2 separate regions of the Mus musculus genome follow, and region 2 is linked to region 1. The links are chromatin contacts, called in public Hi-C maps. All regions are on one chromosome and are shown on one strand. Each heading gives the region's core, a stretch centred on a gene start, on an enhancer-like site or on the middle of the called end of the contact. The rest is flanking DNA. Distances are from core to core; before and after follow the strand shown. Region 1 overlaps Gm33979 (a long non-coding RNA gene). Region 2 overlaps Tfam (transcription factor A, mitochondrial).

The links. A called contact is a pair of places that touch in the nucleus more often than the background predicts.
Region 2: a Hi-C map of cortical neurons shows a contact between it and region 1, with 4 times the contacts expected there. The contact joins two enhancer-like sites. A contact is called at or near these places in 2 of 39 promoter capture datasets (the 3T3-L1 cell line and hippocampal neurons) and 2 of 484 Hi-C or Micro-C datasets (the C10 cell line and cortical neurons).

What each region holds. Positions count from the first base shown.
Region 1 is chr10:70,731,857-70,735,366 of GRCm38.p6, forward strand. The region is part of intron 2 of Gm33979 (a long non-coding RNA gene); the gene reads right to left. Among named protein-coding and RNA genes, the nearest start is that of Gm33979, 6.6 kb to the right of the region's middle. Within about 2 kb of position 1,860, at least 17 of the 459 cell types and tissues checked have an H3K27ac peak or open chromatin away from gene starts, as enhancers often do. A contact at or near this core is called in cortical neurons, where this site is marked.
Region 2 is chr10:71,224,244-71,227,852 of GRCm38.p6, forward strand. It overlaps Tfam (transcription factor A, mitochondrial), which reads right to left. Exons shown (of 7, transcript NM_009360.4): 7 at 1,234-3,609. Among named protein-coding and RNA genes, the nearest start is that of Tfam, 12 kb to the right of the region's middle. Within about 2 kb of position 2,313, at least 9 of the 459 cell types and tissues checked have an H3K27ac peak or open chromatin away from gene starts, as enhancers often do. A contact at or near this core is called in cortical neurons, where this site is marked.

The DNA of each region.
Region 1 (3,510 bases), core at 610-3,109:
AGAGAGGGAGGTTTACCTCCGCTTGTCTGGTAATACCAAACCAGTAACAAACCATGGGAATTTGTACTTTGAATGGCCTATTGAAGTATGAGTGGAGGCCATTTCTCCTTCTAATTAAAAAAAAAATCTTTTGGTTCTCCCCCAAGCTACAGGCATGTATCCGAGAGTCTAGATCTCCAGACATTTGAGTAGTAGACAAGGAAGTTTATTATCACTCCTTTTTATTGAGCATGCCCTTTAGCCTTCAGTTGAACCTAGAATATGTCTTGTCTAGGGGTCTTCATGTTAACAGTAAGTAGGGCATCAGCAACAGATACTCCAGATGCACCCAATCTCAAGCGCAAAGGAGCCTTATGTTCTCAGTGATGAATGTTATCACTGTTGTAGGATTTTTCCCTGTACAATTACATCAGTATAGAGAGAGTCTGTGATTGGACAGGGAAAAGGGGCAGAGCTTGGAGTGGAGGGAGATGGGCAATCGTGCACTGGAGAGATAGAAGAGAGATCTCAGGAAGAGGAGGAGGAGGAGGAATAATGGAGGCAGACATGATGTTATCAAAAGGTTAGACTACTGGGATAAAGCTTTTATTATTATCAATTGGCTCTGAAATTACTGTATTGGCATCTTGTAATTGTGATTTTAAGTATACATAAATCTAATCGGCTAACTAATCAAGCTTTAAGAGTCATGTTTCTACCGGGTAACTAGGTGTTGAGATGGAACATCGTGTGGTGTGTGGAGCACTGCACAGAACTCAATAGCTGGCCCGGTGTGGTGGCACACACCTTTAATCCCAGGCAGGCGAATTTCTGAGTTGGAGGCCAGCCTGGTCTACAGAGTGAGTTCCAGGACAGCCAGGGCTACACAGAGAAACCCTGTCTTGAAAAAAAAAACAAAAACAAAAAACAAAAAACCAAAAAAGAAAAAAAGGAAGAAAGTAAGAAAGGAAGGAAGGAAGGAAGGAAGGAAGAACTCACTTGCTGGGAGAGAGTAGCTCAGTGGTGAGAACACGCCACTGAGCAGGACTCCTCGGGGACATGGTGTTGTGGCCTGCCAGTACAGGTACTAGAATGGGAACGTGGACAGGTGGGGCGGGAGAGATGGTGGGTTTCATTTTTTAATATTTACAACAACATACCACTATCCTGTATTATACAGAGATGCTGTAGATACAAGCATCAGCACCACATCCACATTGTCAACCCTGTTCACCTCTCATGGGTCATTTGCACATGACACTCTTCTTCATCCATGGCCAAGGCAGGCATTGTGATGGCAGCAACTGAGAAGTCCTCGCACTACCAAACACCTTGTGTTCTGGAACGTGAATTAATTAGCCTTTACTGTGTGGTAGGCATACTGTGTCCTTGAAAGATCACTTGCCTCTCGATCGAGCATAATGGCATGAGATTGGCAATGTAGGCCCAGAAAAAGAAAGTCATTTCCAGGTCATCCAGGTTTTAGGTAGTAGAGCCATGAATAACTGTTATCAAAGATCACAGAGGCCCTGTCATTCTACGAAGTTTCTTTGCCTTCTTCGAACTGTCTCAACTTAGTCACCATCTCTGAGAGAAATGATGCGAGAAAGATAAGTTAAAAGGCATTTAAATCATAATTAGCACAAGTAAAAAAAATGTGCATTATTATTTTTATGTTGAGCCTGTTTCCCCGAGTGTTTCATTATAAGAGCATTTCAGTTGATAAAAATTCAAAGATGCGCATTTGCTAGTTGAAGCAAGAAAATGTCAATAATCCCACGTTGTTTTATTAATTTAGACACGGCTCAGGCAAGTGCAGCTGGCATTCGCTATTCTTAGAGCTAGAAGGGATGACAGAAAGATGCTTCTGTGAGCAGACAGACTCAGTCAGATTTTGGAGGATCCTCCTCCACTCCCAAATCCCTAGTCAACCCTGTTCTCTCTCTGCCCTCCACAAACCATCCACTGGAAATGGTGCTGGGAGAATGGAATTAATCAAAATAAGACGAACGGCCCACAGTCTATCACAGGTGGCAGCTTGATTAATGAAAAGCCAGAAATCAGCTCATATAATTTGGGAAATCAACGAGAGAAAGGAAAAAGAAAAAAAAAAAAACAGCAAAACAACCAGAAATGTCTAGCTTTTCGGGGGGGGGGGGGGGGTGTCCTTTGTGTTTCTTTGGGCCTTTGACCTGGCGATGTCACAGACCTTCACAAGCAATTTCTGTTCCTCCTGTTCCTGCTGTCGGGAAATCAATAGAGGTATTAAAGGACGCTTCCCTGCGGGGCTAACCGGAAATGGGAGCAAAGAAAGGAAGCTTCCCTGCGGGCTAACCGGAAATGGGAACAAAGAAACGAGCCTCGGTGCCTACAACCTTTCCAGTAATTGATGCCTCTAAGAAAGATCCAGCAGGCCTTCATGAAGTTAGTTATTTCCATCAACCTGCTAGTAGCCATCTGGGCAGTGTCTGCTCAATCCAAAGCGGCCCTTTTCTGAGAATTGCTGAAATGAGTCCCGGAAGCCATGTTGGTTCTGTGTTGTTTCCCTGTCTCACCCACAGTCGTGATTGATGGGAACCCAAGGGCTACCCACCCTAACCAGGGTCAATCAGATTCACTGAGCTGAGACTTGCCTTGTGATTTGGAGACCTACTTAGTATTTAAGTTAGAAACATTGAAGGAAGCATGGGTAAAGAAAGGCAGAATCTTCAGAAAGGGGAGTAAACTGTCTGAGAACTTGTCACATGTCTACTTTGAATTCTTTGTTTTCCACACACGTTTTCTGCTCTTTGCCACAGGACGTTTTCTTTGTCAATGTTTTGCAGAAGTGTCTGCTGGGCCCCATTCTTACTGAGATGCGTGGTTCACTTCTTCTCCTATGTCATTGTCTATTTCTCAGTCTACACTCTCTGCATCGCTTCTCCTACCTGTCCTGTCTATATCGGTATTCTCTGAAGTTCTCTGCTCAGTCCATCTCTCTATCCCTTTCCTAGCAAATCATACCTTCTCTCTGGTCTCAGTTAATATTTAACTGCATCTAAATCTATATCCCTATACCACATCTCTTGGCTGATCTTGCCAAGGAACTCAGACTAATTTACATATCTTGTCTTCTTCCTTCTCTGAAAGCATCTCATTCCTGTATGGGATTATACTCTTGCCAATCTCCCGAGCTGCAGATGGCAGAGTGACTTTTCAGGTGGCTTCTGATTCTTTTCCTCTTTTTGCAGTCCACTCTGTCGCTGTTGTCTCACAATCGAATAATACTCTGTAGTTTTCCAAGAATGTTCCCTCTTATGCTAGAACCATCCCTACCTGCTGTCAAGCATCCTCTACATTCTACCAGGATTATTTGTAGACACACACTAGCTGAGGTTATTCATGCACTAAACCAGAAACTCAACAAAGCCCAAAATGTCAGTGAATCCATATACCTTACAAAGACCATGATTCTTTATTTATTACAGAAGTCCCGGTAGACTTTGCCTTCAAACTACCTTTATAGCTTCATTTCCGACTCCAACAAGTCAT
Region 2 (3,609 bases), core at 1,063-3,562, 490 kb after region 1:
GGCGACATATGCATCCACACAGATCTCAACAGGGCAGTTGAGGCCACTCAGGGTAAACTCTATGTAGCTGGAAAGTAAGGTCTGCTTTAGTATTTCTAGAGGAATATTAGCTACTTGTAGGTGTTAGTGGTTTGCATCTGAAATGTCCATCAGAGCTCATGTGCTGGAGGCATGGCTCCTACTTTGTGGTGCAGGTGGTGCCAGCTAGCTTCAGGAAAGACCACAGGGGTTTTCCTCGGGGAACTGGATCTTGCCCCAATGCTTCCTTTTATCCCTTTTCTCTGCTTTCAGTCCACTGTCCACCATGAATAGCCCCTTTCTCTAAATGCTTCCACCATGGACCTACCAAAAGATTCAGAGTCGTGGCCTGAAATCTCTACAGCCACCAGGCAAAAGCAAGCCTTCCCTCCCTCAAAGTTGTGAGGCAGTCTGTCCTACAATGAAACACGGAGAAGTGAAATATCCTCCACTCTATATTATAAAGACACCGAGTTCTAGTTGAGCCCCACAGGAGGTAGTCAGGATTTGAACGCGCCCAGTCCAATTCTTAACCATTCCAAGATTTTCGGCTCTGCCAACCTTTGGCAGAACTGGGGGCTGAGCCAAGGGCTTCAAGGATGTTACGCAGGCTCCTTATCCTAGCGCACGTTGTACAAATTTCAGATGTTAGAAACTTAAAATTTTACAGACTGCAGAGATGGCTCATCATTTAAGTGGGCTGGCTGTTCTTGTAGAGAAGTCGGGTTCAGTTCCTAGGCCCCTCATGTAACTGCAGATACAAGAAATCTGACACCCTCACACAGGAATACATGCAGGCAAAACACCAATGCCCAAGAAATAAAAATAAATTTTTAAAAATTACGTAAGAGATTTTGGGGTAAAACCCAAATCCAAAAATTAAATTCGTTTGTACACACACACACACACACACACACACACACACACCCTGAAGGTCACCTCACATATTTCCAGCTGTTTCCACTTCCTATGACCTGTCACAAAGGCTTTCCTTGCACTGCCAATGCTTAAGGGTTAAGATTAGGAACATTCTGGATCAAAGGATGCTGGGGATTCACCAACTTTTACCATTTTCTATCCAGAAGGAATGTGCAAATACATCTTTTACCATTTGATCCTCTTGGACTTCATGTTTGTATCAGAAACCATTATAGTTTCTAGTGAGTCTGATTTAAATGTTAAAAAAAAAAAAAAACAGGTTTCAAATTCTTGTTTAGCATTTAATTTAAATAATGCAGTTTCTTGGTCAGCATTCCTAACTGTGCAAAAGAATGGTTTTATAATGAATTACTATCAGTGGTTAAATAACGAAAATATTTGATTTGTGAATGATAAACAATTGATGGTTACCAGTTGTGCATAATTTTACCTTTTGCTTAGGAAGTTTTACAAATGAGTAATACATTCATTTTATCTCTTAAGCTCAATTACAAAAAAAGAAATATGTTCTTTACACTTCAAAACATACAGGCACTGTTTTAGCATTTGCAAACTTGTCAGTGACAGGCTGGTGGCAAATTCGGAAGAGGAGGGAGGAAGCCTGATGGTGGTGGTGAGGCAAGCTCTTAATCTCAGCACTTAATCTGAGGTAGGTCTCCGAGTCTACAGCCAGCTGGTCTACAAAGTGAGTTACAGGACAGGCAGGGCAACGCAGAGAAACCCTGTCTCGAAAAACAAACAAACAAACAAACAAACAAACAAAAACAAATAAACAAAACCTGGGAGAAAGGAGGGTTGCTATCAGAGGAAGAAAATTCTTATAATATGGCCAAACAGAACTGATGGGCACTATGGCTCCGTCTGCATTAAAGCTGTGGTTTCAGCGCCCCCTGGTGGTCCAGTGCGTGCGGGTGAACCCAGGAAGGCTTTCTAGCTACTGTACATCCGTATGCTAACACCAGCTTTAAATTCAGAGGTTCACACTTAGACCAACTAGGGTTTGTTGTTTTTAAGGATACTGGAAAACAGGGCAGCCCAATTGCAGTTACATGACAATAAGTAGAAACAGCACTGAGCCCTTGTCAGCTTGTGCAGCTTCACCGCATGCCTTCAGCTCCTCCCAACACCTCCCCGATCCTCTGGCAACTGCTTTTGCTTAAAAGAGACTCTGTCGTTAGAAAACAGGACATGGAAAGCAGATTACAATGTTATCAGTAAGCTTGTTTTACAAACAAGGAAAACCAAACTGAACCAAGTACCATGAGAAGGCTTCCGCCCAGGCCTCTACCTTTCCCATTCCCTTCCCAGACTGAGCTCCGAGTCCTTGAACACTCTGCAGGGTGCCTGGAAAGCTAGGAGCTAAGTAGTTACATCTTAGAGGTCCGGGCATCCCTGTATCGCTGTAGTGCCTGCTGCTCCTGAGTTGCTCTGAAGCACATGGTCAATTCTCTGAGTCACCATTTTCTCCATTCTAAGGACAGCTTGGAGTTAGTTCCTTTCCAGAAACCAGGGGCGTGTAGAGCTCACGTCTCTCCTGGATTTGCACTTTGGAAAGACAGACTGCACTGGTTCACACTGGCCTCCTTCCACCACCTTCAAACTATGGCTTAAACCCATGCCATCCAACAACCCAGAATTCCAATCCACGGGAAAAATTATATTTTCTTAAATTCATCTCTAAAATTCTGATTATCTCTTCTGGGGAGAGTTGCAGTTCTGGGATTTGGATCCAAGGCCTTGTACATTCTAGGCAAGTTTTCTACCCAGCTCAAATACCCTGTTTTACATATATAACTCTTACATCTCTCCTCCATGCGTTCTTCTGTTCCTACCTTGTCAAGTTCAGTGACTGCAAACTTACTTTCCCAAAATGTACAATCTCTAAGCCTCCTCAATACAAAACATACATGAGTATGAACTCTGTTGTCCTGTGTCTCAGAGATCTGCTCAGTGGTGTGGTGGTTGAAGCCATGAGTTCTCTAAGGGCTTATGGGATTTGCCAGCTCAAAGTGGGGAAGACACTTTTTCCTGTGCAACAGTAAAGATTAGGAGGGTCTCGCTCCACACAGTGGTCTTCTGTACTGTGCTACACCAGGATTCCAGGTTAAAGAATATTTTCCTTGCTAACACAGAGAACAGTTAGGCTTATAGGGACCCAGTGATGACCCCAAGATAGGGTGACAATATCACAGAAACATCAAGGACATCTGAGGAAAAGCCTTGCATGGCCAGTGGCCGTGAGACACCATGGTGGCAAACTGTCTGCGAAGGGCCATCCCTGTATGCTGTGGTTTCCCAGTGTAGTCTCTGGAGCACAGAGCACCCACACACAACAAACCCAAGAAAGCATGTGGCTGTGTTCCAAGAAATTCTATTCACAAACACTAAAGATCATATTAATTTTCACACTGATACTTTCCTTTTTAAAAACCTATTTAGAACATAAATCCATTTCTTGATGAGTAGGCCCTGAAGAGCAGTTAGTGAGCTGGACCTGGCTGGCTCACCACAGTTGGCTTTCTCCTGCATAGGCCTTTAGCTGTCATGGATAAGCTTTCAGATTTCTGACTTTGCAGACTTGTTTTTCACATTTTCTCATTTAAAAATTTATACCACACAAGCTCTATGAATACTCTCAAATGAAAAGTAATT